Regions from separate parts of the Mus musculus genome. Here all the other regions are linked to region 6. A link is a contact called in public HiChIP or PLAC-seq and promoter capture Hi-C data. All regions are on one chromosome and are shown on one strand. The core of a region is the stretch at or near the end of the contact, and the rest is flanking DNA. Distances in the headings are between cores, read along the strand shown. Region 1 has its middle 17 kb from the start of Gm39476. Region 2 holds the start of Fam81a (family with sequence similarity 81, member A). Region 3 holds the start of Myo1e (myosin IE). Region 4 overlaps Gm46119 (a long non-coding RNA gene). Region 5 holds the start of Lipc (lipase, hepatic). Region 6 holds the start of Sltm (SAFB-like, transcription modulator).

Evidence for each region. Promoter capture Hi-C pulls out the DNA fragments that hold promoters and counts their contacts. HiChIP or PLAC-seq counts read pairs in DNA pulled down with a chosen protein or histone mark.
Region 1: a contact with region 6 is called in an H3K27ac HiChIP or PLAC-seq map of embryonic stem cells, with 2.2 times the contacts expected there. The contact joins the enhancer-like site here to the promoter of Sltm in region 6. A contact is called at or near these places in 6 of 39 promoter capture datasets (3T3-L1-derived adipocytes, cranial neural crest, embryonic stem cells and 2 more) and 3 of 115 datasets of contacts at active chromatin or transcription factors (bone marrow-derived macrophages and embryonic stem cells).
Region 2: a contact with region 6 is called in a promoter capture Hi-C map of liver, with 5 times the contacts expected there. The contact joins the promoter of Fam81a here to the promoter of Sltm in region 6. A contact is called at or near these places in 8 of 39 promoter capture datasets (embryonic stem cells, frontonasal cranial neural crest, liver and 4 more), 1 of 484 Hi-C or Micro-C datasets (embryonic stem cells), 2 of 115 datasets of contacts at active chromatin or transcription factors (both in embryonic stem cells) and 3 of 9 other capture datasets (adipose tissue, macrophages and pancreatic islet).
Region 3: a promoter capture Hi-C map of pre-B cells shows a contact between it and region 6, with 2.4 times the contacts expected there. The contact joins the promoter of Myo1e here to the promoter of Sltm in region 6. A contact is called at or near these places in 14 of 39 promoter capture datasets (the 3T3-L1 cell line, 3T3-L1-derived adipocytes, cranial neural crest and 8 more), 7 of 484 Hi-C or Micro-C datasets (embryonic fibroblasts, embryonic stem cells, muscle stem cells and 1 more), 5 of 115 datasets of contacts at active chromatin or transcription factors (astrocytes, embryonic stem cells, epiblast stem cells and 1 more) and 2 of 9 other capture datasets (adipose tissue and liver).
Region 4: a contact with region 6 is called in an H3K27ac HiChIP or PLAC-seq map of SST interneurons, with 2.9 times the contacts expected there. The contact joins the enhancer-like site here to the promoter of Sltm in region 6. A contact is called at or near these places in 7 of 39 promoter capture datasets (the C10 cell line, erythroid cells, fetal liver and 4 more) and 2 of 115 datasets of contacts at active chromatin or transcription factors (SST interneurons and acute myeloid leukemia).
Region 5: a contact with region 6 is called in an H3K4me3 HiChIP or PLAC-seq map of embryonic stem cells, with 6 times the contacts expected there. The contact joins the promoter of Lipc here to the promoter of Sltm in region 6. A contact is called at or near these places in 7 of 39 promoter capture datasets (the C10 cell line, HPC-7-derived erythroid cells, hippocampal neurons and 4 more), 1 of 15 datasets of contacts at CTCF or cohesin (large pre-B cells), 2 of 484 Hi-C or Micro-C datasets (the G1E-ER4 cell line and embryonic stem cells), 3 of 115 datasets of contacts at active chromatin or transcription factors (astrocytes, embryonic stem cells and fetal liver) and 1 of 9 other capture datasets (embryonic stem cells).

What each region holds. Positions count from the first base shown.
Region 1 is chr9:70,175,074-70,179,355 of GRCm38.p6, reverse strand. No RefSeq gene overlaps it. Among named protein-coding and RNA genes, the nearest start is that of Gm39476, 17 kb to the right of the region's middle. Within about 2 kb of position 2,210, at least 2 of the 459 cell types and tissues checked have an H3K27ac peak or open chromatin away from gene starts, as enhancers often do. A contact at or near this core is called in embryonic stem cells, where this site is marked.
Region 2 is chr9:70,140,146-70,144,044 of GRCm38.p6, reverse strand. It overlaps Fam81a (family with sequence similarity 81, member A), which reads left to right and starts at 2,488. Exons shown (of 9, transcript NM_029784.2): 1 at 2,488-2,732.
Region 3 is chr9:70,204,241-70,208,669 of GRCm38.p6, reverse strand. It overlaps Myo1e (myosin IE), which reads right to left and starts at 1,320. Exons shown (of 28, transcript NM_181072.3): 1 at 967-1,320. The coding sequence starts at 969. The region is part of intron 1 of Gm26849 (a long non-coding RNA gene); the gene reads left to right.
Region 4 is chr9:71,016,208-71,020,753 of GRCm38.p6, reverse strand. Gm46119 (a long non-coding RNA gene) reads left to right here. Exons shown (of 4, transcript XR_001779225.1): 4 at 1,683-4,546. Among named protein-coding and RNA genes, the nearest start is that of Gm46119, 9.9 kb to the left of the region's middle. Within about 2 kb of position 1,888, at least 22 of the 459 cell types and tissues checked have an H3K27ac peak or open chromatin away from gene starts, as enhancers often do. A contact at or near this core is called in SST interneurons, where this site is marked.
Region 5 is chr9:70,931,876-70,936,237 of GRCm38.p6, reverse strand. Lipc (lipase, hepatic) reads left to right here and starts at 1,430. Exons shown (of 9, transcript NM_008280.2): 1 at 1,430-1,762. The coding sequence starts at 1,678. The region is part of intron 2 of Gm32017 (a long non-coding RNA gene); the gene reads right to left.
Region 6 is chr9:70,540,338-70,544,821 of GRCm38.p6, reverse strand. Sltm (SAFB-like, transcription modulator) reads right to left here and starts at 2,107. Exons shown (of 21, transcript NM_025690.4): 1 at 1,741-2,107; 2 at 765-852. The coding sequence starts at 1,902.

The DNA.
Region 1 (4,282 bases), core at 961-3,460, 370 kb after region 6:
TATCTTAATTTGGGGATAAAAGGGTGATAGTATTATCTTAATATCCCATGTCTGCTCTCTCAAATCCAATCTGTTTGTGTCTGCATCTCCAACAAAAAAGAAGAGGGGCTGAGGACAACACAGTGGGAAAGAGGGTCTACTTCCATTCCTCTCTTCTGTACCCCTTTATTTAGTAACAAACTCCTACCCATGACACTCACCAGGGATTACCAACTAGTGTTTTACAGGCCAAATGTATCACTTAGATATGCTTTATCTGGCTAGAAGTATATTAATTTCATTTACTTTCATGGGTCTTGCGGTTGAACCTATGTGCTCTACTACTGAGCCATATCCCCAGCCCCTAAAGCTTTCCTTATATCTTTTGTGCTGGTAGTGTCGCTCACATTTAATCCCAGCACTTGGGAGGTAGAGGCAGGTGAATCTCAGTAAGTTCAAGGCCAGCATGATCTACAGAGCAAGTTCCACAGGTCAGGGCTACTCAGAAAAACCCTGTCTAAGAAAAAAAAAAGTTTTTCTAAAAGTGTGTGTGTGTGTGTGTGTGTGTGTACATCAGATACCTGGGTTTGGACTTAGAGGTTGTTTCGAGGTGTATAATAGAAATGCTAGGAACTGAATCCAAGTCCTCTGCAAGAGCTGTATGTGCTCTCAACTGCTGAGCCATCTCCCCAGCTCTACTGGTTAGTTTTAATAGTCAATTCGATACAATAGAATCATTTGGAAAGAGCATCTTAATGAAGAATTATCTAGATTGGTTGGCCTACTGGCATGTCTATGAAGGATTGTCTTCATTGCTAATTAGTATTCAAAGACCCTGCCCACTGTGGGCAATACCAATCCTTAGGCTGGGCCCAGAACTGTATAAGAGTAAAGAAAGCTGGCTGAGTATTAGCAGCGAGCAGGCAGGCAGAGTGGGTGCTTTTGTTTTTCTCTGCTCTTGACTGTGGGTGTGTTAGAACCAGCTGTCTCAAGTTCCTGCATCTGTGACTTTCCTGCAGCGATGAACTGTAACCTGGAATTGTGAGCCAAATAAACTGTTTCCTTCCCAAAGTTGCTTCTGACAGGTGATTTCATTCCAGCAACAGGAATGAAACTAGGACACCTCCTAATTATGTATTCTTGAATTATCTACTGCAAACAATGCTGCTGTAAATATTCTCCTTACTAGCCAAGAAGAGAATCTTCTAGAAGAGTACACTTAAGAGTAAAACAGCAGCTAAGGTACAACTCAGGTGGTACTCTGGATACTGGGAGCCAAACTGGGGTCCTTTCCAAGAGCAGTACCTACCCTTAACCAACTAGCCATCTCTCTAGTCCCCTTTTGTTTGTTTTTGATGCTGATAATCAGTAAATGTTCCTTATACAGCCTGGATGTGAAGTCATCATTGGTTATAGGTGTTGCAAACAACTGGCCTATCACATGTCTGTTAGCTTCATGATGTCATGCGCAATAAAAATCCTTGCTATTTTCCAGAGTCAAAATCAGAATTATTTTTTCCCAAGGTTTATACACTCCAGGCTCACAGCCACCTGTAGGTCCAGTTCCAGGGGATCCCACATCTTCTGACCCCCGTGGGCACTTGCACTTGTGTCCACATAAGCACATATAGATTTGTTTAGGAAAGTCTTCTACGATTGGTGTCACAAAAATATCCCGTTTTTTTTTTTTTGTTGTTGTTAGTTTTTATTTTATCTTTTATGTAAGGTCTTTTGATCATTTATCCAATCAGAGAAAAGAGCAGGCTGAGCTTGAACTCACAGAGACTGCCTCTGCCTCTGCCTCTGCCTCTGCCCCCCCCCCCCGCCCCTGCCCCCCACATTGCCCCCGCAGCCCTCCCCCATCGCCTCCGCCTCTGCCTCAAGAGCTTGGAACAAAGGCCTGTGCCACTATGTCTGATCAGTTTTGTTGTTGTTGTTGTTGTTTTCTTGTTTTTAAACCAAAAAGCCTAGGCTGGCCTCCACAAACTTGACAAATAACTGAAAATGGCTTCGAACTCAATCCTCCTGGCTCTCCTCAGGACTTTTGTTTCTCAGTCTTAAATGTTTGAACAGAACCCCTGTGTCTCAGTACAGCCACCAAAGACCAACACACTTCAACTTTCCCTGTCACATGCTGAAATAGTCTAAAGAAACAAAACAGTTCAGGAGAGCCTCTAGGTCAGTGGTTCTCACCTCCCGAGTGGTCCTATTCTTGAATACAGTTCCTCCTGCTGTGGCGACCTCATCCACAACATCGCTTTTGTTGCTATGTCAGAACTGTAATTTTGCAGTGTTATGGATTGTAATGTAAATATCTGTGTTTTCCTGTGGTCTCAGGTGACTCCTGTGAAGGGATCTCTTGACCTCCCCCTCAGGGGTCAAGACTCACAGGTTGAAAACTGCTGTTAGGTCAAGTGCAAAACAAAGCCCAAGGTCCAGAAGAAACTTCCATGGGTCAGATTTTCATGAGAGTCAAAGAAACAAAGTCTAAATACCTGTTTCTCTTCAAGAAGAGGTAAAAGGCAGCTGGTGGGGGCTGAAGTGGAAAATAAGAAAAGTCCCCATGGTGAAGAGATTCCTTCCATCAGTTTCTGGAAACCTGCAATCCTTCCTGTCCTTCCAGGGTAGACTTTGTATAAGTCACTAACAAACACCTGTGATGTATCTTTGGGCTAGGCTCACTGAAACTGTTACCAGAGCTGTTAGGGTCAAAGACTGTTAGGGTCATGGCGTCCCTAACAAGCTAGGCCTAGTTCCACATCCTCAATGTGCCAATTGAAAAGACAGAAACAGTAAGAAGCTAAGAAGGGAGATGTGTTTATTCAGAGGAAGAACAAAGGGACCTCGTGACACTCTTCCCCCACCTCCTTCCCCAGCATCCTACATGAGGCTTCAACTTGAATGGAAAGTAGGAAGAATGCAGAACTAAGCCATCCCAGGCAAGGAAGGTGTGGTCTCGCCCATCACCAACCCATCACCTGTCTCTCCTGTACCATAGTCTGACAATCCTGGGGGACAAGTTCCTCCTCTGCCTGGTAGCAGGCTCCAGCCTTCACCTCCTACTATGGTGAGACATCTGAGAGTGAGGAATTAGTTCCCTGGGGACCATTCAATAAGTCTGATACCTAAAGGGAGGATCACAAGTGTATCTATTTAGAATATCTACACTCTCCACAAGGTTGTCTCTTTTAGAAGTTCTCCTAGCCATTCAAAGATTTATAGCTCTCCAGTTCAATTGTAGAATCGATTTGCCCAGACATTTTGCTGGCCCCTACACTGTGGCACCCCACCCACAATGTCAGCACTTGTGAGGTAGAGGTAGAGGATCAGGAGTTCCAAGATTATCATTGGCTACACATAACACACACACACGCACACACACACACACACACACACACACACACACACACACACACGTGCGCGGACACTCTCACACACCACCACAACCACCATCACCATCACAACAACAACAACAAAACAAAAACCCCAACTTGCTACAAATTTAAAATTTCACTTACATATAATTTCAGGAGAAATTATATCTTTTTAAAACTCTAGAATTCAGAGAGAGCTGGGCTCAGGCCATGCCTATCAGCAGAGTCTGTTTCTTCTATAAAGGAACACTCCTGACCAACACTCCTGCCTGTGAATCTCTGACTCCCTACTAGACTCCTCGGGTGTGCAGGGATTCCTAGAGAAGGGCAGGGCCACTCTCACTTCTCCAAGGAAGTCCAGCTGTGTTCTGCCATTCTTCCATTTTCTCAGAGTCCCACATTCCTTCTTGGTAATGCAAGATACCCTCCTCCCCTTCTACCCCCATGAAATAAAAGACAGTCTGACTACAGGAGACACCCCCTTCCTCTGAAACATAACAAAGGGATCCCAATTCTCCCTCATAGACCCAAACTCTTCACAGGGTTCCCACCATGTTTCTGTCTCTGTGTGTGTGTCCATGGCATTAACAGATCTAATACATCTCTAACCAAAAGGGCAATGTACCTCAGTATTCCCATTAAACGCCAAGCTCCAAGCCTTTCTTTAACAGTTCTCTTAATTAAATCTTCTAAGAACGGTGCTAAAAAACAGAATGTTTTTTTTTTTTCATAATATACTCCTTGTTAGGTAAAACTTGAGCTATTGTGGCTGTTGCTCGTATGTGAGTTGAATTTTAATTTTTGCTCATGTAACAGGACCCCTTCTGATTTCTGCCGGTTCTAGCTCATTTAGCATATGAGCCTGTAATTTCTCTGTTCAAGCCACTTAATCTTTGTCTCGAGCTCCCTAAGAGGCCTGAGAGCTCCAG
Region 2 (3,899 bases), core at 1,239-3,738, 400 kb after region 6:
AATTAGGATTAAAAATAGATTGCCTGAAAAAAAGGGGGAGCGGGGAGAAGCAGGAAGTCACAGGCCTGATTTGACACCGTTTTTGAAATTTTAGAACTAGTATCATAGTTTTTAAAAAAAAATTAAGTGAATTGTTTTTACTTTTTTGTTTTCTTTAAGACAGAGTCCCCTCTGTAACCCAGGCTCACCTGGAAATCACAATGGCGTCCAGTCCACCTCAACCTACTGTCTGCTAGATTTAGAGGTATGAGCCATCAGGCCTTGCAAAGGAATCTTTAAATATGTGGTGTCTTATGTTAATCAGCATGATTGTTTAAAAAAAGAAATTAAGTCGGGGTGTGTGTGCGCTTACGGCAAACCCCTCTCGCCTCCCAGGTATTCCCCTGCCTTACCCCAGAGTGTGAGGAGGACTTGTGGTAATAAAGTTATGCTTTGACAGCCACCAGAGTGACAACTCCCACCCCTTCTTAGGACCTTGACTCCTTGACTCCTGGCCCGTGGCAGGATGAAGCAGGATAGGGAGGGAGCGAAGGGAGAAGGAGGGAAAAGGAAACAAAATGGACAGGAACTGACTGTCTTGGTTGTGAGAGGCACACCCTGCGCTAGAAGGCAGCCTATGGGAACAGGTAGAAAGCCTTGGAACCTGACTCTGGCCTCATTGTGAGGAGAGCTGGCACTTTATCGTAACAGCTGTGTTTCCAGACACTGTGGCAAGTAATATGTTTCATTTGTGCGTGCGTGTGTGTGTGTGTGTGTGTGTGTGTGTGTGTGTGTGTGTGTGTAGGTCAGAGGACAGCCTCAAATATCATTCATTAGGCATGATCCACCTTTTAAAGACAGACTTAGAACTCATCAAGAAGGCAAGGCTGCACGACCTATGAGCCCTGATCTGTCTGCCTGTCTCTGCTTCCTCAGCTCTGGAATTACAAGTGAACACCAAATCCCCATGGCTGGCATGTTTATTTATTTTGTGCATGTGGGGAGCCTGTGTGAGAATATGTGCACGACACGAGTTCTCTCTCTCTCTCTCTCTCTCTCTCTCTCTCTCTCCCTCTTCCCCCCTCTACACACACACACACACACACGCACACGCACACGCACACGCACACACACACACATATATATATGAAATTCAGAGAGGATGAAATTCAGGTCCTCACACTTGCAAGGCAAGCACTTATCTACTGAGCCATCTCCTCGCCCCCTCAAATTTATCTTAAATGGTGGAAATTCTCAGAGAACCTTTCGCCATGGGATTGGATCCCATCCGTATTTACACGCTGTGCACCAAGTGATACAGAAAGAGAAATAAACCATCACACACTAAAGAACACTATTAGGTGAGATCTCCGTGAGACAGGACTTAAGGCCATGCCCTCTGGTCAGCAGTCTTTTTTATACCCGTCTAACTATCTGATCAATATGTGTTAGGCTGCAATGGCCGGGAGGGGAGCAGAGTCCCTGCCTTCTCCATCTTCATCTTCTCCATTTCACCTTAGCAGTCTCTCTCTCTCTTTCTCTCTCTCTCTCTCTCTCTCTCTCTCTCTCTCTCTCTCTCTCTCTGTGTGTGTGTGTGTGTGTGTGTGTGTGTGTGTGTGTGTGTGTGTGTGTGTGTTTTGGGGAGTTATTACTTTACAGGCGAGTTAATTACAGAACACCCAAGACGACACATAAATAACTACAGGATCGAGAATTCCAAGACCAGAGCTTTCCCAAGTGGCTGCACAGCCTGCGTTCTTCCTAGCTTCCTTTGAATTGGGGGCAGAGGAGAGCCGCCAGACAGGAGCACCTACACTGGGTAAGCCCATGCCTCTACGTAAGAGCTATGAACCAGACGCAGTGAGGTGAGCAAAGGTGGGATCCTCCACTCTTCTTAAACCCCACCTTACGGAGAGGAAGCAAAATTGTGAGTGATTCCTGCTGAGGATCCAGCACTGATGGGAAGGAGAGCAAAGCTGGAACTCCCTGGGAGCGAGGCAGAAGGTAGGAAGAGGGCTGGGAGGAGAAACGGGCATTTTCCCAGGGGTCCTGTCTCTTGTGCGCGAGGCTTGGTGATTCCCTCATACACACTTGTCGCCTGGAGGGTTCCATCACCTGTGCAGGTGTGGCGCTGGAAGGAGCTGTTTCCTGGACTGTGGTCTCACCCCTAACTTCTCCCCAGTTTGAGGTGGGAAAAGCAGTTAACTATTTTTGTGGGAACCAGGCTTGGTACATAAGGGATGCTAGGATTCCCGGGAAAATGATTGATGACATAGAGACCTGGAAGGCTGGGCTCTCATTGAAGCATCCTTCCCTACACCTACCTCTGCCTCCAAGTCGACGCGCCCTACGACGGGACTGAGGTTCTTGTAAGCAAGTCCCCGCCCGCTGACTCCCTGCAGCGAACTGGGTGGGGACCCGCGGCGCCGCGGAAAGGCTATTTTGAGTGTGGGAACGCGGTGGGAGGAGGGGCGCCGGCGGGCTGGGCGCGGGCGCGCGGGGAAAGCCTCCAGCTCGGGCTGCCACGGCAACCGCGTCCAGGCAACGCGCCCGGAAGAGGCTCTGGGAGGCGCGCGGCGGCTCGCGCCCTTCCAGGGTGGGGGAGCCGCGAACCCCGGGCCGGGCCGCGCGCGCGCTGATTGGAGCGCGGGCCCGCAGCCGGGTTCGCCCCGCAAAGCCCCGCGCTCGCGGCCACCGCACCCAGAGCGCCGGCGACGACATGGGCAGCCTCGGCGCGCCAGATCCGCGCGCGGGTGAGTCTTCAGAGGTGTCTCCCCTCCCCACATGTCCGGGCATCCTCTAGACTCAAGCGGCGGGTGCTTCCGCAGGGACCGTCGATGTGACCTTGGAGCAACCACTCCATGGATAGGCATGGGATAGTGCTGGGGAGAGGGGGTGAGGGATGAAGCCTCGTGTGCCCCGCGTGACACTCTGGACGCGAGAGGGTTAACTGAATGCTGACGCGCAGGGCTGAAGTTAGGCGCAGAGCGCAAGTGGCATTGCATCTTCGCGGGGGCTGCAAGCTAGCAGACAGAAGAGGCCCCCGAGGGACTGTTTGAGGAGAGCCAAGGGTGTGCAGAGTTTGCCAGGACTAGGGGCAAGTCTATCATTCACAGTTGGAGCTGAGTGACCTTGGGTGGGTTAGCCACATTGCTCCCGCGGATTCTCTGGTTTTCATCCTTTGAAAGGAAGGGCTCTGGTTCTTTCCAGTTGCAGCACAAGGCTGTTTTGCTGGTACTGTGAGCTGAGGAAGGGACCCTCTGGGGATGCAAGACTTAACCATATTTATTCCGCAAGGGGTTTCCAATGAGCTGGCTCCCAAAGTAGCAAGAAATGTTACCATTTTATGGAGGGAACAGTCTGGGGTCCGGAAAGGCTCCTTAAAATGCATAGATTAAAATCCCTTCGGTGCACTTAAGTCCTGAACCCAATCAGGGTCCAAGCTGCCAAATACTTCTTTCCTGTAGTTGATCTGATAGGAAACTTTGTGTCTGAACAGGTAAAATCAAAACCCAGTAGTGGCAGGCAGTGGCAAATTAAGTGAGTCATTTCTTCAATGTGCAGAAGCTGTGTGTGTGTGTGTGTGTGTGTGTGTGTGTGTGTGTGTGTGTGTGTGACATGCGCATGCGTGCACTCAGCTTAAAGTCTGTGTATGCTGTTAAGAGGTTATTTCACAGAAATAATGTTGAACTGGTTTGGATCTACAGAGGGAATCACTTAGAACTAGGGCCAGACATTTGCATTGTTCTTTGGAGATTTGGGGTTAGGGGGCTAGCAAGATGGCTCGGTGGGGGGTGGGGGTGGGGTAAAGGTCTTTGCCATTAAACTTGAGGACCTGGGTTTGATCTCTGGAACCCACATTGTGAAAGGAGAGAATCATCCAACCCCCACAACTTGTTCTCTGACCTCCACACCCACAC
Region 3 (4,429 bases), core at 71-2,570, 340 kb after region 6:
CTAAAACCTTTTAAAAGTTTTTTTTTTAAGTTTTTAAAGTCCCCCCCCTTTCGGTCCGGGTGGCTGGCAATGTCTCTAAAATTCAATCTTTGTTTTTGTCCTTCAGTAGGAAAGCCACACCACGGCAAAGCCCAGGGGATGTGGCTAAGGTTATTTGGGATTGAGAGAGGAGGGTGGCTGGGCTGGGGACTTAGTCTCAAATGAGTTACAGAGAGGCTGTCCAACCCAGACACTCCCCCAAGTACCAAGTGGGAAAGAACAAAACCAGGAACGATCTCCGAGAGGGTGGCGGTCCTCTCGAGCTGGGGACCGGGTGGGGCCCTCCTCAGGAGGTGTTTACCCTACACAGGGACCCTACAGGCCTGGGCTCCCGGCCAGTTTGGCTGCCGCTGCGCGCTGTCGTCAGAGTCCCTGCAGCCCGGGCCACCGCCAGGTGCTCCGCAGTACCTGGCGCCCCTGCCTGCCTTTGTGCAGCGCTCGGCCCATCACCAGCGCAGGCGGGGCTGCCTAGGTCCTCCCCAATGCCAGGAGAACAACTGCGGGATCAGCCTGCCAGGGAGCTCACGCCAGTGCCTGCCCAGGGGAGAGGACCCGAGGGACACAGGCGTGCCCCTCACCTTCTCTAGAGGAGAAAAAAGTCTCCGGTCCCACGGCTGTGCCGGTGAAAACAGACGTGCCCACTCTCAAGCTTCAGACAGCTGGCAGCCACAACAACATTGGCACCAAAACTTTCGCGGCGCAGAAAGTCACTCCAGAGAGTTTTTCTTGTCCCTCCTCTCTCCCTCTTCCCGTTTAAGACCCGGTTTACAGCAAACAGCAGGAAATCAGCGCTCCAGAAGTGCACACTCCCGCGTCCACCTTCTCCACCCCCTGGCCTGGGCAGCTTGCCCAAGGTAGGTGCCCGCTCCGGGGCTTCCTGCCCCATCCCAGGGTCAGGCGTCCTGGGACGCGGCGCAGCCAACTCACCATGGTGACTCCCGCCGCGGTCGCGCCTCCGCCGGGTCCCGCTGCCTAGGCACTGAGGCTGGAACGCGGTCTCCTGGGCGAACTTCAAAAGTTGGTTCCCTTCGCCAAAAAACAAGCTCCCGACACCCAAGCACTCACAGGAGCCAATGGAAATCCAAGAGGGACTCCATCCAGGCGGGATCCGAAACGCTAGGTGAAGGCAAAACTTAGCAGACCCGGTGCACACTCAGACCTGGCGATCCCCAACTGTCTAGAGATGCACCCTGATGCGCTCTGCGGGATTGCTTGTCCAACTGCTTTGCCTGGACCCGCTTTCTCTTAACACTTAATCCGAACTCTTCTCTGGCTCAGGCTGGGCTCGGGCCGGGCAATCTGTCCATAAATGGAGAATTCAGCACAGGCCTGACCAATCAGAATTTGTTTTCGCAGCGTCACTCCTCAGGGAAGCCGAGGTAGCCAACAAGCGTGAACTACAAGAGTTTACAAAGGCCTCTGGATCCTGTAGTCCTGCGGCCTCGCTACCCCGCAGAGCGCGCCGCTGTCCTAGCCGTCCCCAGGGAGCCACCCCCAAACCGAAGGGATGAAAACACTTGGGGAGGTTAGGAAACCGCGCTCCTGTCGCTTCTCTTTACGGAGAAACTTAGCATCGACTTAGCTCCCACTCACAAGTCGCATGATTTTCCTAGATTCTTTTTTTTAAAGAAATATTTTTAACTGCTTAAAAGATCACAAAGTCGCAGCTCAAAGGAAATCCTTTTTCTTTTCTTCTCTCTCTCTTTCTCTCTTTCTCTCTTTTTTTTTTCTTTCTGGATTGTGAGGGAAGTCGAAAATACTTCCTCCACCCGTCTTTTGTACCTGAATTAATTTCCTTGGGAAGGGAGAGGAAGGGAGGGAGGGAGGGGGGGGAGAGAGAGAGAGAGAGAGAGAGAGGGAGAGAGAGAGAGAGAGAGAGAGAGAGAGAGAGAGAGAGAGAGAGAGAGAGGAGGAAGGAGAAGGAGAAGGAGAAGGAGAAGGAGAAGGAGAAGGAGAAGGAGAAGGAGAAGGAGAAGGAGAAGGAGAAGGAGAAGGAGAAGGAGAAGGAGAAGGAGAAGGAGAAGGAGAAGGAGAAGAAGAAGAAGAAGAAGAAGAAGAAGAAGAAGAAGAAGAAGAAGAAGAAGAAGAAGAAGAAGAAGAAGAAGAAGAAGAAGAAGAAGAAAAGAGAGAGACAGAGACCTTGGTCCTCGCGGTGTCCGGTTTCAGGAAGCCAGGTAGCCTAGGAGAGAGGGGAACGGGGATTCCTAAAACAGTATTAGGGAGTCTGACTCCTGGTGAAAGGGAAGACTGAGGAAGTAAACTCGCAGGGCCTCTGCGGGGCTGCGCTCCCAGGATCTGAGGAAGAAGAGTTCAGGAAGAAAAGAGCACAGAAAATCTTGAGATTCGGTCGTCCCCATTCACGTGAACCTAGGATCCTAGAGTTGCAACGGATAGTAAAAAATCAAATCATCTTGGCTAGGACGAGTTTTGCTCTTTGTTTTAATGTGGTGCATACCTTCAGAGGACTATGGCCAAACCAGGAAAAGGAGCGAATGCTGATACACCCTGCAACAGAGAAGGACCCAGGAAACCTAATTATGTGAAAGAGGTTGAGGTCAAAGTTCAGGAGGAACAATTCCGTGTGTTACAGTGGTGGGTAGGAAATGCTGCAGAGAGTAGTAGATCTTGGTTGGCTGCTCGGGACAGGTGTGGTGTGTAGAGGGACAGCTGATGGAACAAAGGGGCTTTGTCTTGTGGGGAGTGGTCCAAGGATGTCCCCTAGGTACTGATGTTGGTAGTAAAGCTGACTATACCCAAAACCGCTGAATTGTGCGTTTTAGAGTAAGAATCTTCTGAATTACATCAATTTTTTAAAGGAGGGAGAGGCACACACACGCCTCTGAGCATGTGCGCAGATGCAGTTCAGAGGACGACTTGTGGGAACTGGTTCTCCCTCCACCATGTTGGTTCCCGGGTTGAACTCGGGTGGTTAGGTTTGGCAAGTGCCATTATCCACTGAGCCATCTCATACCAATTTGAAAGGAAGTCATGTTTGAATTTTTGTGACTATTCCCCCTGTCCGGGCAGCAAAGAACTGAATTCCTTCCACAGGAGATAGGCCAGACACAAGACGCACAACCGTGACACACCTTGCTGGCTTTATGATCTGGTAGGAAGACAACAAGAAATGGTTGGGGGTGGCTCACCTGGAGCTAGTGAGCCTATTTGCTTTGCCAGTGTGAGGACTAGAGTTAGATCCCTAAAACCAATGTGAAAAATATTAAGGTGTCGTGGGATGTTGGGGAGGCAGAGACAGGCAGGAAAGCTTAGGATTCCCTGTCCAAGCAGCCTAGCCTACTCCATGATTTCCACGTCAATAAGAAACTCTAATCTCAAAAACCAAAACAAAAAAGGCAGAGGCCTGAAGGGGTGGTTCAGTGGTTAAGACCACTGGCGGTTCTTGCAGGGGCTTGGGGTTCGATTTCTTATACCTACGTGCTGTTCACCATCCTTTGTCCATTTGTAATTCTGGAAGCTGAGGCAGGAGGATTGATTGCTTCAGCCCAGAAGGTCTAGCCAGCCTGGGTAAGAGTGAGACCCCATTAAGACAAAAACAAACAAAATATAACCGGAAGTAAAAAAAAGAAAAATGACAGCCAAGCCTTTGACACAGCAGGCGTGACCTCCATGTGCCCAGATGTGGCTCCTTATGTCACTGAGGCACTCCACCTTCAAAGTTGTATTAGGTATTTTAAGAACTCGGGAACAGAGATTCCCAAAGAAGAAAGCTGAGCTTACAGACAACACAAGGAACAGTAGGTTTTAGGTCCAAAATAATGACACATGCCTAAGTCGTCATCCCATCCATGGGCTCTGTTTCTCTGTATCTCTCTCTCTCTCTGTCTGTCTGTCTCTCCTTCTCTCTCAACAAGACCTCTCTATATAACCCAGGCTATTCTTAAACCTCCAAACTTTTCTATATTGATACTGGGGCATAACTTACCAGTTAAATGGGATATATTGAAAACTAATAATATATTAGTTTATATATTAAAACTAATTGTCAATTTGATGATTATTTGAGGGGTCTGGTTTGGTTTTATTTTTTGAGACAGGGTTTCTCTGCTCAGCTCTGGCTGCTCTGGAACTTGCTCGAAGACCAGACTGGCCTCGAACTCGTAGATCTGAATTAAAAAAAAAAAAAAAAAAGAAAGAAAGAAAAAAGAAGAAAAAAGTTTAGGGCTTAAAGAATGTAGCTAGTTCAGTTGGTACAGAACCTACCTAGCATGCACTGAGCCCTGGATTTGATTCCGAGCTCATCATAAAATGTGTGAAGTGGTCCACATCTGTTATCTCAGCGTTTGGGTTGTGGAGGGAGAAGGGTTAGGAGTTTAAGTAATCCTCAACTACATAGTGAATTTGTAGCCAGCCTGGGCTGTGCGCAAAAACA
Region 4 (4,546 bases), core at 639-3,138, 480 kb before region 6:
GTTATATGTTGGAGCAACTTCTGGGTATATGCCCAGGAGTCATATAGCTGGGTCATCAGGTAGTACTATGTCCAATTTTCTGAGGAACAGCCAGACTGATTTCCAGAGTGGTTGTACCAACTTGCAATCTCACCAGCAATAGAGGTGTTCCTCTTTTTCTACATCCTCGCCAGCATCTGCTGTCACCTGAGTTTTTGATCTTAGCCATTCTGACTGGTGTGAGGTGGAATCTTAGGGTTGTTTTAATTTGCATTTCCCTGATGACTAAAGATATTGAACATTTCTTTAGGTGTTTCTTGGCCATTCAATATTCCTCAGTTGAGAATACTTTGTTTAACTCCAAACCCTATTTTTTAATAGAGTTATTTTGTTCTCTGGAGTCTAATTTCTTGAGTTCTTTGTATATATTGGATACTAGCCCTCTATCAGATGTAGGATTGGTAAAGATCTTTTCCCAATCTGTTGGTTGCCGTTTTGTTCCATTGATAGTGTGCTTTGCCTTACAGAAGCTTTGCAATTTTATGAGGTCCCACTTTAGCTTCTTTCTATTCCCAAGTATTGTCCTGCATCTAACTCTTCTCTGTCCATGGTCTCCTCATATCTGTGAGGTATCATCATTTTCTCTTTGGTTTTCATGACTTTGAGATATATTCCAGTCATTCTATATAGATTTCTTATTCTTCTATATAGATTTCTTATTCTTGCGGGAAATTCATCTGATGATTTATTTTGTCCTTAGGTTGGAGTAAAGAGGTTTTGGAGACGTGACTATAGAAGTGACATGTTCATCCCATCACATCCAAGCAACAGAAGGAGCCCCCAGGTGTATGCCTATTCACCCACAGAGCCCACTTACCCACCCATCATTCACAGTCCCCTTATCCACCCATGGTTCACACCCACCCACCTACAACTGTAACCACAGCCCAGAGGCTAATATTATGGAGCAGGCAGGCTTTTCAAGATGTAGCAAGGGTCCTTAGCCATCCCAAAGGATCGTGACCCACAGCTTGAGAACCACTGCTCTAATCCAGTCCGCACCCCAACATCAAGATGAGTCCTGCTGCTCTACTATCCATGAGATACACAGCTACTATTTAAAGGCCACTGGGAACAGCAGTAACCCAAGTTTGACTCCCCCAGCACCCTTGTGTGTCTTCAGGAAATCCTCTGCTAGTTTCCTGCCAGAGCTTGAGACCTCTCAGAAAAAAAAAACATAAAATTATCTTCTTCAAGCTGTTGAAGGAACTAGCCAGTGTAGGGTTAATTGCGGTGGCCTTTCGATATTCTCTTCTCTGAGGCCCACCCCAGGATAAGAGGAAATGCTACATAGTGAGGAGAGAGCCTTCACCAGGGTCAGAGCCAAGTGACCTTGAGCAAACAGTTGGCCCTGACCTGCAACCTCTTTTCCACACAGGGAAGAACACAAGAGACAAGGCCCCTCTCTCTGCCCTTCCCTAGTTCAGAGAATCAGGTAAGTGAGAGCTTAGACCATGGGCTGGGGTAGAGAGGAAGCAACCACAAGCAGCTATCAGCCTTGGGAAGTTGGTCCAGCCTTGGCAGAAGGCAATGCTTTTTCAGGTCTTTCACTTTTAAAATATGATTTATTTTAATTTCAAATTAATGATTAATTGAATTAATTAAATTAATTCCATTTAATTTTGATTTTTATGTGTCTGTAGGTCTGTACGAACATACAAACGTGGGCACCTATGGAGGCCAGAGAGGGCACTGAATCCCTGGGAGCTGAAGTTAAAGGCAGTCGTGGGCTGCCTGAGATGAGTGCTGAAAACAGAACTGAGGTCTCCTGCAAGAGCCGCAAGTGCTCTTAACCACTGAGCCATGGCCCACCCTCTCGGAGTTGGGTCTTTAGAGCCACGACCATGTTACGGATTTGATAGGCAAAGGCAAATGAGAGTCGGTTTGTGTTGAACCAAATTAACTGTGTGGAGTAGAGGCCAGCTGACTTTTCTTGCAACAATTTTGGTGCTCACCAAAAGCATCCCTGGGGGATCTGCTTCTTTGAGAATCTCCTCTGACGTACCACCTTGGTCAACCGCTGGACTTAGGTTGCTGTTTCACATCCCACATGATTTCCCGGGCAGAAGCCCAAGGCTTTGCCACTTGGCAGAAGTTTCCAACATAAAAGCAAATCTTGGTATGCTCTTCCCTCCCAGAACTCTTAAATCTCTTGTTCATAGCTCAAGGCTTCCTTGTGTTCACATCAGCCCACAGATGGGTGCATTTTTACAATACATCGGACCCAGCATTTCATTTGTCGAGAAGGGAAGCGTTCTGCTAACTCACTGTATTGCTGGGAACAGAACTGATCAAGTTGGCTTATTTTTAGCGAAAGCTAATTTCCGGATCGGATCGCTCTGCACCTGCAGACCTGAGCCAATTTGCATGAATGTGTCTTCCTTTGCTGAGAAAAGCATTTCCAAGGAGGAAAACCAATGGGCTTCTGTCAGAGACAACCAAGAAGCACACCGCCTGCCTGCCTGTCCAGGGGCCCCAGAATGACGATTTCAGCCTACTTTAGAGCTATTATTATGTAAATGTACAGATAACAACTTATTTCGAGAGAACGAAGCTTCTTATGAGCTATGAGGCAAACACTAACTATATTATATATGTCTCCTCAATTTTCACAACTACTCCCTTAGGGAGGTGTTACTAGCTTTCATTTTACAGAAGAGAAAACTAAAGAGAAAAATGGTAAGAGGCTTGCCCAAAGAAAGAGGAAGAAGCAGGAGGCCTTTGGGCCCCTGAGCACACGCCCAAAGCCCTGTTATTATGCAGTTACTGTTGGAAGAAAAGCAGCCAGTGGTAATTCGCCTTCCTGAAGAAGTTAGTTCTTGTGGCATGTCCAGAAGCATCCTTTGTGGTTCTGAACCTGAGCAAGCCTGTTAGAAGCATCCAGGGAGTCTATTCAAAACGTTCCACAAGGGTTGGTGAGGTTGGCTCCGAGAGTAAAGGCACTTGTTCCCAAACCTGAGAAGCTGAGTTCGACCCCTCAGACCTACATGGTAGAGAGAGAGAGAGAACAGACTCCCACACATTGTCTTCTGACCTATGGGTATATATGAAGCACACACGCACACACACACCACCTGACACCTTTCATGTGTGGAGAGTCTAAGCTGTTTAGCCTGGAGTAGGGTCCCACATCTTTACTTGGCGAGAGCTGTGCAGCTAGCAGAGAGGTTCTAATGCACCAGCCTCCTAGGTGAACCAGGGCACCTCTCCCCGCCACTTGCTTTCTCCACTTCATTTCTTTTGGAACACTTCATTGAGTTTCAGCTTCTCAGAAAAATCTGCACCAGGCAAGAAAGAGAGTTGCCACATCAATAGTCACATCTGAGTGTCCCCAGGAGAGTTCCTAAAACTAAGCCTTGGTCCTTCCTATGCAAAATGGCCATCTGTGTTAGAGTGGGCATTTAAGACGATCATATTTCTAGGTGATTGTTGAACAAAGCCAGCTTATTTTGTGTCAGAGCTCTATATCGGCAGAGCATAGAGCTCTCTTAAAGTGGGCAAGAGGAATCCTCTCTCTCTCTCTCTCTCTCTCTCTCTCTCTCTCTCTCTGTGTGTGTGTGTGTGTGTGTGTGTGTGTGTGTGTGTGTGTGTGTGTGTGTGTCTGTCTGTCTGTCTGTCTGTCTGTCTGTCAAAGCCAGAGGCTGGTGTTGGATGTTTCCACTAGACCTGGAGCTCACTGATTGGCTAGATTGACTGGCTAGTGACCCCCCCCAGGGATCTCCCTGTGTCTGTCTGCCCAGCACAGGGACTATGGGGTCGTGCATTCTGTGTCTGGTTTTGCTTTAAGTACTAGGGATCTGAATTCAGGTCTTAATGTTTGTTCTGAGGGTATTTTATCCCTAAACCATCTCCCCTGCCTGTCATAGGGTTCTCCCTGGCTTACAGACATATCTGTCCATATTCAAGTTTGGAAGCAAGTGCCACCACAAGATCTTGTCAGCAAAGAGATTCCAACTGCTCTCCAACACAGGAGACCTTTGATGCTTTTTCTTTCCTAGATTAAAGCTTAAGAAAGGTAAAAAGTATGTTTGAACCAAGAAAGGCCACAAAGGGACTATTAAAGACCTAAAAGTGAGTAAATAAATAAACAAACAAAAAGAAGCCTAGATTAAAAAACGCCACCTTCCTACACACACACACACACACACACACACACACACACACACACACACACACTCCCAAGCCCTTCTGTCAAGGCTAAGGAAGCCATCTGGATTGAACAAGCTTGATTTAGGAATCTGGCTTTGTTGGGTCTGGCTGAAAAGTTCCACCAGAAATGTTCCTGGACAGCAGAGCACCTAACTACTCTGGGCCTCTACAGCAGCAACTCTCTCTCACGAGCTGGCCCTAGCTCCCAGCAAGAACCATCAGCTCAGTCCTTCCATTTAGTGCCTCTGGTCTGAGTCCTGCACCACACTGGATCCCTTCTGAGATGTAAAAAGCAAATCCCTCCCATAGGCCCCAGCCAATAGATCTGTAGGCTTTGCAGGGCTCCATGAGTCTTCTC
Region 5 (4,362 bases), core at 181-2,680, 390 kb before region 6:
CCAGTCATTCTTCACTCCCCTCTCACCTCCTCCCTCCCAGCAATCCAGGGAGTCTAGTAGTCCCACTTCTAAACAACAGCCCAGCCCCCACCCAGGCCCAGGGTTACATCACACCAGCCATCGTCACAGCTCCCTGGCTCACTCTTCAGTCAGCTCTCCTCTTTAGCCTTGCTCACATGCAAAACAACACAGATCAAATTATTTGCTCCTTTGTTCTATATGTCTGAGTCCTTTCTGTACCCCCTTCAGAGGAGTCTCCCTGCTCACGGGCCATCTTTCTGTTCTTGGAACACACCAAACATGTTCCAATCTCAGGACCTTTGCCTTAACTGTCTGAAAGTCTTTCTCCCCGCAGACTGGCCCCTTCACTCCCCTCAAGCCTTGGTTTCAGGTACAACTTCCAAGCAAGATTCACTCTGACCACTCTGTTTAAACCACTGCCTTCTCCATCACCCCTGGTATTTCTTTATTTGTACTTTATTTTTTTATTGCCGGGTGTCATCTAGCACAGGCTGACTTTGAACTCACTGTGGAGTCAGAAATGACCTTGAACTCCTGACACTCCCACCTCCTCCTGAATGCTGGGGCTATAGGCATGTGCCACCAAAGCCACTATACTAGGGATCCAGCCCAGGGTTTCATGCGTGCTAGGCAAGCACTCTACCAACTAAGCTATATTCCCAGCCAAATAGTTCTCAAACATGCATCTCTGCTTTCTACCATATAATCCTTCTCATGCCCACATTGCCCACGGCACGTAAACTCCACAAGGACTGGACTGCTTGCCTACTTTATTCACTTAACTATTCTTTAAAGCCAACAACAGCGCCTGGTACACAGTGGTGTTCAACACACAGCATTTATTTGTTCAGTGTGTCCATACTAAATCAACAACAACAACAAAATTTAAATCACACTAGAGAGCCAAGAACTCTGCAAGAGCTGCACATCACACCCTTTCTTGCCTGCTTTTGCTGAATGACCTTGCTTCACAGCCCTCTACTCTTGGCTGGACATTAATTAACCCAGTGAGTGCATTTATCCTGGGGTATCTCTCAACGGGGCCCTCAGCGAGACTCTGGTCTTTGCTTCTCACCCAGTTCCTTCTTAACCTGACCTCACCAGGCTCCAGCTCCTCTTTCAGCTATAAGACATGCTGCCCCATCACAATTACACCACAGGTGCCAGAAACATGGCTGAACTCAACAGGAAGCAGAGTCCCTGGGGGTGGGGGCTTTCATCTCTCTTTGGGATTGGCATGCGACTAGAAAGACCAGGACCACGACACTACCTCCCATTCAAGTACTATGGGGGGGGGCGGTAAAGCAGGCAATAATACAGAGGTCACCCAGCTGACCTTTGGTCAAATGTCCAAACACAGCACACTGACTCTCAATTGATTGATTCTGAACTATGAGCTTGGCTCAAGAGGAAAGAAGACCTGGCGAGGTGTTTTATTTCCAAAACTTATCGAGATAAAAAGTGCTTCTGTGGGTCAATCTAGATATTGATAGATTTGGACTGGAGAAGGTAAAGAAAGTGTTTAAATTCTAGGTAACGTGTTTTAAGGTTAATAATTAATGGGGGCCTTCCCCAGCTGAGCACCAAGAAGCACTCTGGTCTCTTTAGTTCTAGACATTAGCAAGAAGACCTCAGACCCCAGGTGAGGCCAGAGACATGGGAAATCCCCTCCAAATCTCCATTTTCCTGGTGTTCTGCATCTTTATCCAATCAAGTGCTTGTGGACAAGGCGTGGGAACAGGTAAGTGTTTATCTTTTCTCTAGAAATGGCCGTGAATTTTTTTTTGGTCTTGACTGTGTTGCAGAGATTGACATTGGGATGGGATCTGCTTCAGAGCTCATGAAGTGGTTCTATGAGTGGCTCCCAAGGTACCCAGAGCTGTGTAGCACTTTGTAAAAGGGACCGTATTTTCAAAAAGAGTAGATGAGAGTAGATGACAGGGAAAAAAAAAAGCCCCTGTAACGGGCAGTGTGGCCTCTTACAGGTGTCATATGGACACCATGGGAAAAGTTTTTTTTTCAGCAGACAATGACCTGAAAGACTTGAAAGACAATGACCTGAAAGACTTGGGATCATCCTTAAAGTTCATTTGAATTCTAATTTGTCATCTGGGAGCCATCAAACGCTCTGTCCTATTGGGGTTGTGAAATCGCCTTGCTCTCTCCCAAGAGAAGGGAATCTGAGTCCTGTTTCTAGTCCTGCCTAAAGCAGAGATGTCATTCGCATGTTTCCTAGTCTTTACATTTTTCTGGCAAAGCTTTTCTCCTGAGCTGAAGGAGCCGCCGCCATCAGTCTTTTTAGTCCATGGCTTTATAAACTACAGTGATGGCCAAGGATAGACTTCCATGCCCTGCCAGGCAGATGGGGTCCAGGTTCCTGGCTGAATGGCGTGTTAGATCAGTAAATGGTAGGATTGACTGGACAACTTGACCAAATTAGACAGGGGTTTGGAACCTTGCTTCTGTGCCCATTGTCATGAAGATCTGCTGGCCTAGAATGTTTAAAATTTTGATGGATGGATGGATGGATGGATGGATGGATGGATGGATGGATGGATGGGTGGATGGATGGATGGATGGATGGATTTGGAGACAGGGTCTGTGTAACCCAGGCTAGGGTCGACATTGAGATCCTCTTGAGCACTGAGGAGCACTGAGGTCACAGACTTGAGCATCTATATCCACCGGAGACTTAAACTTTTCTTTCCTCAAGGATGAACTAGAAAGATGGTTCAATGGTTAAGTGTGATTGCTGTTCTTCCAAGACTTTTAACATGAAAGGATGCTGAAATTTGTCAAATGCTTTTTCAGCATCTAATGAAATGATCATGAGGTTTTTTTCTTTGAGTTTGTTTATATAGTGGACTACATTGATGGATTACCGTATATTGAACCATCCCTGCATCCCTGGGATGAAGCCTACTTGATCGTGGTGAATGATCATTTTGATGTGTTCTTGGATTTGGTTGGCAAGAATTTTATTGAGTATTTTTGCATCAATGTTCATAAAGATTGGTCTGAAGTTCTCTTTCTTCGTTTGGTCTTTGTGTCCCAAGCAAGGTGTAAAAAAATCAAGGACCAACCCTGAGGCCATCCCCTGACCACCACACATGTGCAGCACATGCTCTCCCACACCCATGCACATGTTACTTACGTAGTCTTGGAGCTCAGAAACAACGGATGTGTGCTCCCCATGGGAGTGAGCGTGTAGTGGCTCAGAATCCTTCTTCCTCTCTCAGACACATTTCATGTCTCCAGCCCTCCTGGTACTTAATACCCATTCCCACATTTAAACAGGAAGCTAAAAATAAACATGATGGAAGCAAGTGTAAAACTGAAAGTTCAGGGTTCACATTACTTCAATTCTGTTTTCCAATGTGATACCCGTCCACTAAGATTTTTTTGCTTGTGTTTAAAAATTTATGAATAAGACAGATTGTGAACTGTAAAGCTTAAGAATTTGCTTGGCAAGTAAAAATTTGAGTTCACACCAGAGTAATTTTATTGTATTTGACTATCTTAAAGTTGGAAGTTAGTCTTTAAAAAAAAAAAACAAAAAAAAACCAAAAAAAAAAACCAAAAAACACTGTCCTTTAAATCTGTCCATTGCTTTAAAACTGAAGAATGAGTTGAGAAAACAATTACTACTTTTTCATTAACATTACTGAAAATATTTTTATATTATGGGCAGAAGGGAATGGGAATGATCCACATATGTGTCAAATCCAATGTATGAGGCAGCCCGCTGAGTGTAATGAAGGCGATCAGTTATGGGTGCGCATGTTTCTCCACCACAGCATGGCGTGCCATGAGTCCCACTGGAGAAAAGTGATCATGAAAGAGCTCGTGCCCAGCTGCCTGTGCAGACCGAGCCTGGGGAGGGGTGGGGGTGCGTTTGTGTGGGGTCTTGCAAGCTGGCATCAGAGAATAAGAAAGCAAGGCCTTCCTTGGGCAGAAGCACAGCTTCAGAGATGATAATGTGCTTGTGTCTTCCAAGCCTGAAGAGCCTTCTGAGAGTAAATTATCTAGGGAGGAGGAAGAAGAGACAGAGATGAAGATGGAGAGCAAAGAGGAGAGAAGATAGGGGAGGAGATAAGAAGACAGAGGAAGAAGAGAAGGAGGAAAAGAAATAGAGGAAGAAATAGATATGGAGGAGGAGAAGAATAGGAAGGTGAAGACAGAGGAGAGAGTGATCCTGAGCCAGCACATACACAGGGCTGGTTAAACTGCAGCTGACCATGATCAACCCTCAGCGGCAGAATCGCAGTCACTGCTAAGTCCACCTTTAAATTCAAATGCCGACTACCAAACATTTCAGAAAGTTGGTAACGGTATGGTATT
Region 6 (4,484 bases), core at 858-3,357:
TACTCTCTGTGACAGTTTATGAGAAGCGGAAATTTGCAACTATTCAAATAAGATTATACTCACCAGATGTTTTTAATAACTAATTCCCATTTATTATCAAAATATTCATGTGAAAATTACCTTTCGCTATTCACATCAGATCATTCTGCCCTGGAAATACACAGAGCCCAATTTAAAAGCTACATTAAAAACCTAGTATCCCCATACCTTAAAACTTCTTTAAAGCTAATCAGTTGTGGGGTTTTTGCTTTTGTTAGTATGATCGATGAGGTCTTTTGAATTTCACTGAAAATTATTAGACTGCATAATGGAATAAATGGGAAATAAGCAGTATGTCAATTAAAACATTAAACAAAGGTTACAGATCTTGAATATACTAGAGAGAACAGCAAAGAGCCAAGGAAAGGTCTAGTGGGAATTTCACCAAAACTCTGCCAATTGTGGGGCAAGGTAGACATGGATCAAACTGTATTTCTTTCTTCAGATATTCCTACTATGAAGGATCGGTATGCAACTTAACTTTGTACCTTTCCCCAGAATCAATAAAGAACTTTCTTATTTTCTGGTCATCTTCAGCCGAATCTGAAAGGCTGCAAGTTACTCAGAGCCTGCTAACAGTAACTTTCTTCCTTGACCCAAGAAGGCAGAGTGCCAGAGGGAAATAGCAAAGAATAGCACTATATAAACAGGGCGAGTGGTACAAGAGCAGAGCCAAGTTATAGAACCAAAATATATTTTAAAATATGTTCAGAACTCGTAACAACCTTTGCCTTTGGTTGGTTTCTTGTTTGGAGTATCAGTTGAAACAGTTAATTCAATATTATCTGGATCGCCTCCTTCCTCTTCAATAGCCTACATTAGAAAGAGAAGTTAATATGCTACACAAACTATCTAAACTTATTTTATAAAAACTTAATGAAAATATATTACCAAACCTCCAGCCTCAAAACATTAGAATTGCCAGTTATTTTACAAACCGACTTCACAAACGAGTAATTATGCTACACAGAAAGGGGTGGAGGGTGTCATTGAGTATCGAAATGTCCTGGAACTTGAAATTCCACCCAGTCGATGGTTCCATGTCACATATACTGAACAAGAACCTAAATATGTTCTATTACAGAAAGTTTGTAGCTACTTAAATAAGGAAGAGTTTTCCTAACGTATTGCGTACACTTGTTCCCGTCTCCGATTCCAAGGCTTCACGCGAATAAACCTGAAAGCTTAACAGGACTGAGAACGTGGATGATTACGCTGATGCAATCAGAAATTAAGAATTAAAAATAAATCAGTTAAAAGCCTAGTGGGGAAAAAAAAAGATGAATCTTCCCTTCTCATCCACTCATCAACTCCCACTACGGATTTCTCTGAACAGGGGTGAAGAAACGGTTGGACACAATTAAACGGTAACTTCGGCCAAGTCAGCAAACTAACCATCGCCTCGGAGCCCGAGAGATGCACGCGCTGCGCACCGCCCGTAGGCCGGGGTACCCAGCGCCGCCCAGGGTCTGCAGCTCCACCCTCCGCAGGCCGCAGAGCCGATGGAGAGGGCGTCCCAGGGGAGGCAGGGGGCGCGACCGGCGGCGGCTCGCGAGGCCGCTGGAAGGCCAGGCTCCTCGCGGAGGCGCGGGCCCCGCGCGCCGGGCACGCACAGGCACCACCCGGTCCGCCCCGACCGCGGAAGCGTAGCACCTAAACGGCGCGGCCTACGCTGCCCTGCGCGCAGCGTCCGGGCCTCACCTGCTTCAGCCGGGAGACCAGTACCGTCTTGACCCCGTTGATGTCCAAGTTGCGGCGCTTCAGCTCGGACCTGAGGTCGATAACCCGCAGCTCCGTGATCTTCTTCCCTTCCGCCGGCCCAGAGGCGGCCGAGGCTACCACGGCCCCGGCAGCGGCAGCCATTTTGGGAAAGCAACGCGCTGCCGAGGCAGCTAGTGGGCTGCAGGGCGGCGGCGGCGGCGGAGGAGGAGGCAGCGGCGGTGGAGGCGGTGGCCGCGGCAGCACCAACTTCCAACCCGGGCCCCGGGCGGCCAGCGGCGCCGCGCTACGCTGCGCACAATGAGCCACTGACCACGCCCCCCCACGGGGACCACGCCCCCGACTCTGCTCCAGCGCAACCTGCAGCGGCACCCGGATGACGGGTGCGCGTGCGCACTGAGCAGGCATGGAGGGGGCGGAGCTCGCAGCGGACCGGTGGCTCGGCCTCTGGCGTGGTCCCGGGAAAGTCTCCGCGTGTCCAACCGCTCAGCTGTCCTCGGTACCACGGTTCCCGCCTCTCCATTAGCCTCCTTCTCCTCTCATCTCTTACCTAGAGCCATCGCCACTTGAGAGGCACCCCATAGTAGGGAGAGTAGGTGCGTCTCTTCACCGAAATGAGGGGGCGTGTGCGCCAGCCTTCCCGGAAGAAGTACGGAATCATCGTGGAAAGGTGGTCGGGGTATACTAGTGAACTTAGGTCGGCGGGTTCCGCCCCGGAACGCCCAGCGAAACCTGAGGCCGAGAGCCCAGGGGACAGTGTCACGCTGTGACCCCCTGAAGCTTAGCCCCTCTTTGCCTGAAAACTACCAGGCAAACGTCCTCTCCTCGTTTGCCTCAGCTTGCCCATCCCCTCCGACGGGCCTGATGGCTCAATGAAATTGTTCACAAAAGGAGAATAACTTAAAAGTATATGTTGCCCTGATCCTATACAGTATCCTCTGCCCTGCGCCGCCAGCATTTGGTATGTCAAGGACAGGGGCCACTTTATGGAGAAATAGCCCGCATAGTATCTCTTAGTAATTTTAATATTATTAATCATCACAGCGTAAATATCTATAGAATTAACACAAAGTTGGACAAAGTTAGGAAACACAGGGAACTGAATTAACATTTACTGGTGGGTGATGTTTTGTAAAGGCAAGGGTATGTTTTGTAGAGCGAGGTATAGAGCGGTGGGAGGGACTGCCTCATCCGGCTGATGCTGAGGCATCCCCACCCCAGGTACCATCCATAAGACTGGTCTAGTATAGAATAGAGTTTATTTGGGGGTATGGCAAGGGGAGCTGAGAAGGGAGTAGAGGCAGAGAAAGGGAGAAGACAGAAGAGAAGAGCCCGGCCAAGAACACGTGGAGGGGGGAGGGGAGAGGAAGAAAGGAGTCAAAGGGGGGGGGGGGACATTCCCATCCAGGCCTACCTGGCTGTTGCTAGGTAAGTGTTGGGCGGAGCCTAGAAGGAATGCTAAGGTGCTAACAAAGGTGGGGTTGAGGTTGTTTTGTTTTACATCTTTCTCCAGTTTCCTGGTTATAAAACTTAAATTGGACTGGGCAGTGGTGGGACATGCCTATCAGCACTAAGGGGAGAGAGGCTTGTGGATCTCTGAGATACACTACACTCCAGCCTGGTATCTGCAGAGTGACCCAGGACAGCCAGGGCTACACAGAGAAATCCTACCTTTATAAATAAATAAATAAATAAATAAATAAATGTGAGGTGTGCCTTACTTTGGGTTGCTACACACAGAGGAATCCTACCTTTATAAATAAATAAATAAATAAATAAATAAATAGTAAGGGTGAGGTGTGCCTTACTTTGGGTTGCTCTTTCTGAATCATTGGTTCAAATGGAGGAAAACTGGACGTTATAAAATCATACCTGGCAGTCAGTCAGTTCAGCATTTCTTTATGACTTTTAAGGAATTCTGGGATATAACAACCCCTTTAATTCTTCCCAGCTGCTAAAAGAGATTAAGTGACTTATAAAATATGGCTTACACATATGGCTTGTGTGTGCCAGTGCTGTGCTAATAATCTTAGATCTTCTGATTCCAAGTTCCACTCTCTTATACCACAAATTAGTTTGTCACACTCACCAAATTTTAGAATTCAAAAGATTCTTGATCTTCCATACCAATTTCATCCCTCCATATCCCTTCACAATAAATGAAGATGTTAAGATTTGCCTAAGGGCCAACAGCTATTGGCCATGGTTGCAGTAAAACCTTAGGTGTTATTCTATCATTGTTCTTATCTTGTCTTCTGGAGCAGCATCTGTGGATTCTCTTAGCCAGGGATCATATTACTAACTCCCAAGGTAATGATATAGCCAAAGGGAAGGAATTTTTATTCGGCTGTTTCCTTTTAAGAACAAAAGGGGGCCTCTAATAGTGAGTAAAATGAAGATCTATGTATTCTTATCTGATACCCTTGAGAAAGAAGCACTTTCCCAAATGCTGAGACTGCTTCCCTCAAATCAGGTAAAGAGTAAACAGATAGTCTTCAGTTCTCAGTGAGATACCTGCTCTGACCTCTTTGATAGCACAGCATGATGAAAGTAAAAGCAGAGAGACAAAAAGGACCAGAGAAGGGACACGCATGATGTATATTTATTATTTGGGTCCTGGCTCAGAGAAGAGGAGGACAGTAGTACAGAGACGACTGGAAGCAACTCATGAGCTTGTGTACTCCGTCAGTGTTAAGTGTGCACTAGGTTAGGATGTTGTAGAAAGT